Regions from separate parts of the Sus scrofa genome. Here region 1 is linked to region 2. A link is a contact called in public HiChIP or PLAC-seq data. All regions are on one chromosome and are shown on one strand. Each heading gives the region's core, a stretch centred on a gene start, on an enhancer-like site or on the middle of the called end of the contact. The rest is flanking DNA. Distances are from core to core; before and after follow the strand shown. Region 1 overlaps KIRREL3 (kin of IRRE-like protein 3). Region 2 holds the start of DCPS (decapping enzyme, scavenger).

Region 1 (4,408 bases), core at 1,694-4,193, 140 kb before region 2:
GGTTGAATCCCTGTACTCATTCAGTGGTGTTGCTGCAAGCTGCAGCATAGATGTCACAGCAGATGTGGCCCAGATCTGGCATTGCTGTGGCTATGGTGTAGGCTGGAGGCTGCAGCTCCGATTCGACCGCTAGCCTGGGAACCTCCATATTATGTGGGTGTGGCCCTAAAAAGGCAAAAAAAAAAAAAAAACGTAAACATTAATAATATTTGTCTAGCCCTTTACATACCTTCATATGATAAAGGTAATTGTCACAACAACCCTGCAGGTGTCTTTATTGCCCCACTTCCCAGATAAGAGGGCTAATGTTGTCAGGTTAGGTAACTCGCCCACAATCATACAGTTTGTAAAAGGATAGACTGAAGCCAGGTTCAGCTCAACAGACACATATGGGATGTCCCCAGTCCCTGGAGCAGCAGGCTCTCGGCCTGGTGGCAACAACCAGGATGGTTGAGATTGCAGGCTAGGGGAGACAAACACCTGCGGATCATTTCCATAGAAGAGGTGAGATATAGAGACAGAAGGATACCCAGCGTGATAGAGGCTCAAAGACAAAAATCACTTGGTCCAACCAGGAGATTCCAGAAAGACCTTATGGACTGGGCAACACCTTAGCTAAATCTGGAAGAATGCCTAAGAGTGATCCAGAAAAGAAGGACTCCATCATCCCAAGTTCAAGAACCACCCTGCAACGGAACCAGTTACGAAACACATTCATCCTGGAGTCTGCCTTCAAATCCAGTATCCCATAGCAGTGCACTAGCCCAGGGAGTCACTAGCCCAGGGAGTCACGAGGTGCCAACCAAGGGACCAAGGGCCCCATAGGTGTTCTCATTGTCCACTGAGCCTTTTCTCAAAGCTCTCATCAGTTAGTAATCATCCAAGGAACCCCTGAAAGCAGTGGGGATTAGACATTAATATAGATACAAATTATCTTGGACATTAATGTAGATACAAATTATCACAGATTCAGATTCAGGAGGTCCCATGGTGGACAAGCTTCTGGGTTTCTCATAAGCTCCCTGGTGACACAGAGGCTGCAGGTCTGTCCCAGGCACACACTTTGAGTAACCAAGTTCTCTTTATCCCCTCCAGGAGGGCAGGCTGTGTCTGGTTTTACTATGTATGTTCAGACTGTGACATAGAAGAGACTGAAAGAAAGACAGGGAGGGGGAGTTCCCATTGTGGCTCAGTGGCAATGAACCCGACTAGTATCCATGACGATGCAGGTTCTATCCCTGGCCTTATTCAGTGGACTAAGGATCCGGCATTGCCATGAGCTGTGGTGTAGGTCACAGACTCAGCTTGGATCCTGTGCTGCTTTGGCTGTGGGATAGGCCAGTAGCTGTAGCCCTGATTCGACCCCTAGCCTGGGAACATCCATGTGCCGTGGGTGAGGCCCTAAAAGAAAAAAATAAATACAAAGACATGGAGGAAGAGTAAAAGGAAAGGAAGGAAAGCTGGCTCCCTGTGCACCCAGGACACGGGGAGGAAGGTTCTGAAAGTGTGGGAGGTGTTGGTTAGGATGGGCCCAGAGGCGTCCCCTGCCCCTCCAGTCAGCTCTCCCACCCCCAGCACCAACTCAGCCTGCTCCCAACCCTCCCCCACTCCCCGGGGGCCCAGGGCTGAACGCTGATGCCAGGACTAGCACCTTTCATGGCAAACCTCCTCTTTGCTCCAAGCCAGAAGCTCTCTGCCACCCTGCCGGGGATGTCCCTAACCAAGGCGCCTGGTGCTAACGAGAAATCAGGCCGAGAACCACCACCCCAAGTCCTCCCCACTCAGGCTTCCCCTCTCCAGAAATGGCAGGAAACAGCCAGGTCCCCCAGGTCCCACCATAATGAGTTCCTACACAGCTGCCCCAGCTGCCCATCCCGCCCCAATACACACTCATCTGCCACCCCCAACTCTACCCAGCACCCCCCTACACACAGCATAAAAACTGCTGGCCCCAGAAGCAAATGTCCATGACAGACCACTCATCCAGGGATCTTTCACAGATTCATTCATAAACATTCACTGAGCAGCTACTGTATGCCAGCCACGGATCTGAATAAGGCCATACTGCAGTGACCAAGACAGATAAGGTCTTTGTAAATTTTATTTTATTTGGCTTGTAGGGCTGCACCTGCGGCTTATGCAAGTTTCCAGGTTAGGGGTCGAATTGGAGCTGCAGTTGCTGGCCTACACCACAACCACAGCAACATGGGATCTAAGCTGCGTTTGCTACCTATGCCATAGCTCAGGGCAACGCCAGATCCTTACGCCACTGAACGAGACGTGGGATCAAACCCACATCCTCATGGATCCTAGTCAGGTTCTTAACCCGCTGAGCCACAACGGGACCTCCCAGGTAAGGTCTTTCTTTGTTGTCAGGGAGCCTTCTTTCCATAAGGGATGATAACAAACGAACCCAGGGATAAAGAAAAAAGAAGCGGGCTGGCGTGATGGAGAGTAATTGAGGGGCTGTTGAGCAGGGTGGCTGGGCCTCACTGAGGATGTGACATTTAAGCTGCACCGTCATTGACAGGAAGAAACTGGCAGGACAAGGACGCAGAAAAGAGCCTTCCAGACAGAAAGGCTGTGGGGGTGGGACGTGGTGAGGGTGAAATGGCTGGAACAGACCCATGTCCCAGAGGCGCGCTGGGGCCTGGGTGCAGGTGCTTGTGGGCAATGGAGAGAAGTTCACCTTACGTCCCGGGAGCATCCAGAGGCCCTTGTCCCCCCACCCCGGAGAGCTTGGAGCAGAGCAGGGACACCAGCAGACAGTGTTTTGAACTGACTGCTTGTGGAGAATGCACCGTGCATAAGGCGACCAAGACCTGGGCCTGCCCTCCACAGAGCTTGGCATCTAGGAGGTGCCCCGGAGCTATTGGGGGCCAGAGGACCACATGGCTGACCTCCCGACCGGTTCAGCTGCCACTGGTAACATGAGCTGCGTGTCCGCGCAGCTGATCTCTGTCAGCAGGTGTGTCCCATCGCCATGTCTGGAGAGCAGCCATCTAGGCTGACTGAGCATTTGGGAAATCCTGGCAGCCCAGAGGGGGCCCCTCAGGTGACCCACTGGAGTTTGGAGAAAACCCCCATCAGAACACCTGGACCTGGTACTGAGGGCATTTTCCCAGCCTCTCCGGGCAAACCCACACCAGGGTGTCAAAGGAGCTGCGCCCAGAAGCAACAAGCTGTTCCAGAAGGAAGTGGAAGGCCTCTGGGCCCAGCTCCATTCTGCTCTCTGTCCAGTTGATGTCCTGTGGGAAGGACGGTCAGGTGGTCACCCCTAGCTTTTGCTCTGGTCCAGAAATCCAAGGCTTTCTGATCAGAGGAGCACTCCTTGGTGACAGCAGTGGGGCTGGTTCTATACAACTTTTCACCACAAAAGCCCTTGTTTCTGTGAAAGGGTGTAAAGAACCCTCATGCCTAAGAAAGGACAGCTTTACCTCCCAGCTGGAGCCGGGCAGCTCTCCCTTGGCCTCCTGGCCCCTCTGTCTGTGCCTCCCTGCCTGCCCCTCCACGCCAGCCCCCTTGCCCTTGGCAGCAGAGCTGGGAGAAGGTCCTCAGGGAATCCCTTCCACACAAGGGGAGCGGGTGCCCACCCTGCCCACCTCGCCGGTGGCACCATCCGCCAGACTGGTGGCCAGAGAGGGGCAGAGCAAGGAGAAAGACCCCCAGATGGCTGCCCGGATCCCAGATGACAGGAGGGGAAACGGCAAAGAGCCAGCCACCCTGTGACTGTGGACCCCTAACTCACACGATGTGTCCCTGCCACGAGCAGCTCCGAGGAGACAGCCCCCCTACTCCTGCCAGCCCTGTCCGAGGCAGGGTGGGATCCCCGGGCTGGCTTCCAGCTCTGGGGACCAACTTTGCCTGGGATCCACACAGGTCCGCCCAGGCCTCAGTCACCCAACAGTTAATGCATTTTTTTTCCTGACTGACAACAAGACAACACCAAAACAGTCAACTATTTTTATCTCCGGATTAATCACAAAAGGCTAACGCTTCCACCTTCCCTGTGATTAAAAATTAGGAGACCAAGCTCTATAGTGGTTCGGGATAATAACCAGTCCTGGGAGGGGGGTTATGAATAATGCATCTCCAGGCTCGGGCTGTTCCAGGCTTTCTCCCCTCCTGGCCCCTCAGCTCTGGGCCCCAGTCTGAATGGAGGGGTAATGAATCACCCCCACCTCCCATCAGAGCTGCAGCTGCCAAGAGCCACTGTTGATTTCTATTCAGCCGGCTGGCCCCCAAACCTCCCCACTCCTCCCCCACCGCCCCCGCACATCAGCCCCATCCGCACCCCCTCCTACCCCATCTGGTGTGCACCGAGGCGAAGGCCGATCAATAATGCATGGTTACATGAATAACCAGCGCGATAACCACTTATTCAGGAAGATGTAATCAGGACCCATTC
Region 2 (4,555 bases), core at 167-2,666:
GAAGAAAATGAGGTCTAGAGAAGTTTAAGTGACTTGCCCAAATGGTGAAATAGAAATTAGACTTTAAGTATCCCAACTAGCTTCGAGCTCAAAGGTTCCCATGGCTAAAATCTTCAGCAGGTGCTGCAGACTGAAGGTAAGTTGGGCTGAGACAGACAGAACCTTGTAAAACACAAGAGACACAGAAAGAGGCATGGAAGCCTGGCCCAGGGTCTCCCTGCCCCCATCCTCCCAAAAGTGAGAGCGCCTGCCAGGACTTCTGGGGAACCCTTGGACTGCCTCTTTACTAGCTCTTGGGTCAGTATCCAGTCTCTCCTCAGTCCCTGCTGGAGAGCTGAGCACGTGATATTAGAGCTAGCTGTGCCTGTCTGCTTAAGGATGCTCTGCACTCCTGAAGATCAAGGATGGGAACTTTCAGCTCTATGTTGCACCCAGTTCAGTGCTGGCCCGTCTGTGCATGAAACGTGGAATTGAATCAAGAATGGGAACTTTCAGCTCTATGTTGCACCCAGTTCAGTGCTGGCCTGTCTGTGCATGATATGTGGAATTGAATCACCAATTCAACAAACTGTTTCCCCGCTCCCAGGAGCGGGAGTCCTGTATATAGCAGAGATCATACTTCCTACAGTGCCTATGTTATTGCCTGGGGCCTGGATGACCAAGACTGCCCAGAAACATACTGGATTCCTAGCACCTTACAGGGTTTTTGTGTGTTTTGTTGGGGCCCGTTTGTTTGTTTGTTTGCCCTCACCCAAGGCACGTGGAGTTCTGGGCCAGGGATGGAACCTGCGCCACAACAGCGATCCAAGCCCCATCAGTGAAACCTCCAGATCCTTAACCAGCTGTGCCACAAGAGAACTAGCACGTTACAGGTTTAATAAATGAATGGTGAAAGCTTGGGGAATTTAACATGCGACTTTTTAATCGACAATAAATACACTCCGCAAGTGTTAGGTTCTTATTTTAGTACAAGAGGAGGAATTAGGGAAATTAGCCCCACGCGTGTTAATTCCCTTAATTTCACAAGTATCCTTGTTTCCTCCACGAACCAAACCCCTGCCCAGGCATTTTGGCGCACTTGGCCTCCTTCCCACCCGGGGCAATGCGATTAGTATTTTCCAAAGAATCTCAAAAAAAAAAAAAAAAAATCCGCCTCCGAGGCGACGATTGGGTCACTCCTTCCCGCATCCCCACCCCAACGCTGCTTAATGGTACCTTTCCGTGCAGGAAAATGATTTTGTCCCGCGCAGACTCCCTTAGCACTTTTTTCACTCTAAAGCCGGAGAAAGGTAAGCGGACAGGAGCAGAGGTACCATTCCCAACCCTTGCTTCCTTCTCCTCTGTGCTGGGTGCCTCCGCCTCCTCCGGGTCTCGTTCGCGCTTTCTCTTGCTGGGTTGAGGAGCGGTGTCCGCCATATTGCCGGGGGAGAGTGTGCGCCTGCGCCAACCCGGCCGCGGCCCCGCCCCTCTGCCGCCTCACCCCACCTCCGCGGAGGGCGGTGACTACAACTCCCGACGTGCTCCGCGCCGGAGTCAGCCGATCTCCTGGCTGTAGGAAACCTAGGGCCGCTGTTTTTTGGGACTCGTCTAGAGTGAGCATCTTAATTCGAGTTTCCCGCCTTTGGTCTCCTCGTGCTAGCCAACCCGGGCGGAGGCTGGTCCTGAGGGAAAAGAGAAGGTGACAGCAAGGCTAGAGAGGCTGCAGGGGAGAGGGTAGCCCAGCCACCCCACCCCACCCCTACTCCCCCGAGTCCGAGCTGCAAGACGCCCTTTGGACTCTGCGCTGACACTTGGGTTGAATACAGCTTTTTAATCAGAGTTATGCCAACATTGATTAGAGTGGAAGGGATGTTTCTGAAGCAAATCTGTTGAGCCAATCTCTTTCTTAGTCAATTGATTGAACATAGAGAACGCTTAAAACCCTATCCATTTTTCACCCGTTTCCATTTTACAAAAGTCCTCTTTGTGTTGTCCTTTTCTTTGTAAATCCCAGTATTTTTTGCTGAGAAGAATGGTAAGTGAACAGGGCCAGAAGTACATTTCCATTGCCTGCCTCTTTGCTTCTGCTTCCTGTCCATTAGATGATCAGGTACCCTGCCACCTTCTCGTTCACCTTGCCTTTAAAAACACTTCCCTGAAAGCCATCAAGAAGTTCAGGTCTTTTAAGGATGAGCTGCCAGGTTTTCCTTGCTTGGTCTCACTCATTGCCTGCCTCTTTGCTTCTGCCCCACTGTATCCATGTTACAGAACCAAAGTTGGGTCTCCTTGGGCAACTTACTGCAATCTATCCACACTGGGTTGTGATGAGGGAAAGTACAGCGTTTATTGCAGTCTTTGGGGTTTCTTTGCGTTTTAGGGTCGCACCCGCTGCATGTGGAGGCTAGGGGTCCAATCGGAACTATAGCACAGCCACAGCAATGCAGGATCCGAGCTGCGTCTGTGACCTACACCACAGCTCATGGCAACGCTGGATTCTCAACACACTGAGCGAGGCCAGGGATGGAACCCACAACCTCGTAGTTCCTAGTCGGATTCGTTTCCGCTTTTCCACAACGGAAACTCCCAATTGCAAGGTTCTTAAAGTGAGACCAAGCAAGGAAAACTGGCAGCTCATGCTCAAAAGACCTGAACTTCTTGATGGCTTTCAGGGAGGTGTTTTTAAAGGCAAGGTGAAGGAAAAGGTGGCAGGGTACCTGATCATCTAATGGACATTCTTCTGGTTGATAGATGGTATTTCTGGGGTCAGTATCAACCTCTGATTCCAACCAGTCTGGGGTCTACAAGGTTGTGATCAGTATGTAGTTTGCAGTTAACTTCTACCTAGTGGGGATTTCATTATCTGCGAAATAATTCAAGGATATGGCTCAGGGTTTTATTTTATTTATTAAAAAAAAAAATTTTTGGGGGGGCTGCACCCACGGCATATAGAGGTTCCCAGGCTAGTAGTCCAGTCAGAGCTACAGCTGCTGGCCTATGCCACAGCCACAGCAACACCAGGTCAGAGCCGCATCTGGAACCTACGTTGCAGCTTGTGGCAATGGCAGATCTTCGACTGAATAAGGCCAGGGATCAAACACACATCATCATGGAGACTATGTCGGGTTCTTAACCTGCTAAGCCACAATGGGAACCCCTCTTTTCTTTAAAAATTTTTTTTGCCGTATAAAATATTTACTTATGATTTCCCTGCAACTCTTGGTGCTTGAGCATGCCTTCCTGAGAAGTGAGTGCACCTCTGCTGATACTTGCCAACTGAAAAAAACACACAGCCTACAAGTTGCATGTTATACTTTATTCAGAGAATCTACTGAGGACTGTAGCCTGGAAAACAGTCTCTGATGGCTCTGAGGAGCTGTTCCAAAGAGGTAAGAGAGGAGCCAGGATATATAGGAGGTTTTGTTAGAAAAAAAAAAATGTAGTTGAGCATCCAAAGATTACTGCTAATCATGAAAAACAGACATTTCAGGTTAAGGATTTTAGTGCCTCTCTATACATGGGAAGATGCAAGAGTCTGAGGTCATTGAAATTATTTCTTAGTTATGCACCTTAACTATCTAGGGCCAGTATCCTGTTTTTCTTCATCCTGAATGCCCCCTCAGGGTGCATCATCACGGCCTAAAACAGTGGCTAATGGCTTGATGGTGAGCAATATTCGCTGGTTACTGAAATGGCAGGCAGGCAACAATTTTTTGTTGTTGTTGGCAAATCATTGATGTGATATTTTCTGCTAACCACCCTTCCTTTTTTTTTTTTTCTTTTAATTTGGTTGGAAGGAATGTATTGGAGAGCAAAGTTGCAAAGCACTGTGCTAGTTAAATTTTTTATGTCAAATTTTGTATTCTGATTTATTTTGTTTATTTATTTTTACTTCTTAGGGCTACATCCATGGCAGATGGAGGTTCACAGGCTAGGAGTTGAATCGGAGCTACAGCTGCCAACCTATACCACAGCCACAGCAATGCCAGATCCGAGCCTCGTCTGCTACCTATGCCACAGGTCACGGCAACACAGGATCCTTAACCCACTGAATGAGGCCAGGGATTGAACCTGAAACCTCATGGTTCCTAGTTGGAGTTGTTTCCTCTGCGCCACATTGGGAACTCCAGCCTAGTTTAATTTATAGCACTTTCTCTAGCTCCCCTCCCCAGTCCCTACATAAACTTGATTGACCAGTTAGGCTCTCAGCACGACTGGTTGAAATATGATGGCTTTAGTAGAAACTTGAGGAGCGTGAAGTCTCTGCTTTCTAGAAAAATAATCATTGCTCAAAGTAAAATTAAAATTTTCTTTGAGATAATTTTTTTAAAAAAGGAAAGGAAGTGGAGTTCCTGTTGTGGCTCAGTGGTTAACGAATCCAACTAGGAACCATGAGGTTGTGGGTTCGGTCCCTGGCCTTGCTCAGTGGGTTAAGGATCCGGCGTTGCTGTGAGCTGTGGTGTAGGTTGCAGACGCGGCTCGGATCCCGTGTTGCTGTGGTTCTGCCATAGGCCGGTGGCTACAGCTCCGATTAAACCCCCCTAGCCTGGGAACCTCCATATGCTGCGGGAGCGGCCCT

Evidence for each region. HiChIP or PLAC-seq counts read pairs in DNA pulled down with a chosen protein or histone mark.
Region 1: an H3K27ac HiChIP or PLAC-seq map of skeletal muscle shows a contact between it and region 2. The contact joins the enhancer-like site here to the promoter of DCPS in region 2. A contact is called at or near these places in 2 of 5 promoter capture datasets (fetal liver and liver), 14 of 47 Hi-C or Micro-C datasets (alveolar macrophages, blood, embryonic fibroblasts and 9 more) and 2 of 2 datasets of contacts at active chromatin or transcription factors (alveolar macrophages and skeletal muscle).

Annotation. Positions count from the first base shown.
Region 1 is chr9:53,540,381-53,544,788 of Sscrofa11.1, reverse strand. The region is part of intron 5 of KIRREL3 (kin of IRRE-like protein 3); the gene reads left to right. Among named protein-coding and RNA genes, the nearest start is that of ST3GAL4, 67 kb to the right of the region's middle. Within about 2 kb of position 2,943, at least 7 of the 83 cell types and tissues checked have an H3K27ac peak or open chromatin away from gene starts, as enhancers often do. A contact at or near this core is called in fetal skeletal muscle and skeletal muscle, where this site is marked.
Region 2 is chr9:53,397,648-53,402,202 of Sscrofa11.1, reverse strand. It overlaps DCPS (decapping enzyme, scavenger), which reads right to left and starts at 1,416. Exons shown (of 6, transcript NM_213790.1): 1 at 1,216-1,416. The coding sequence starts at 1,416.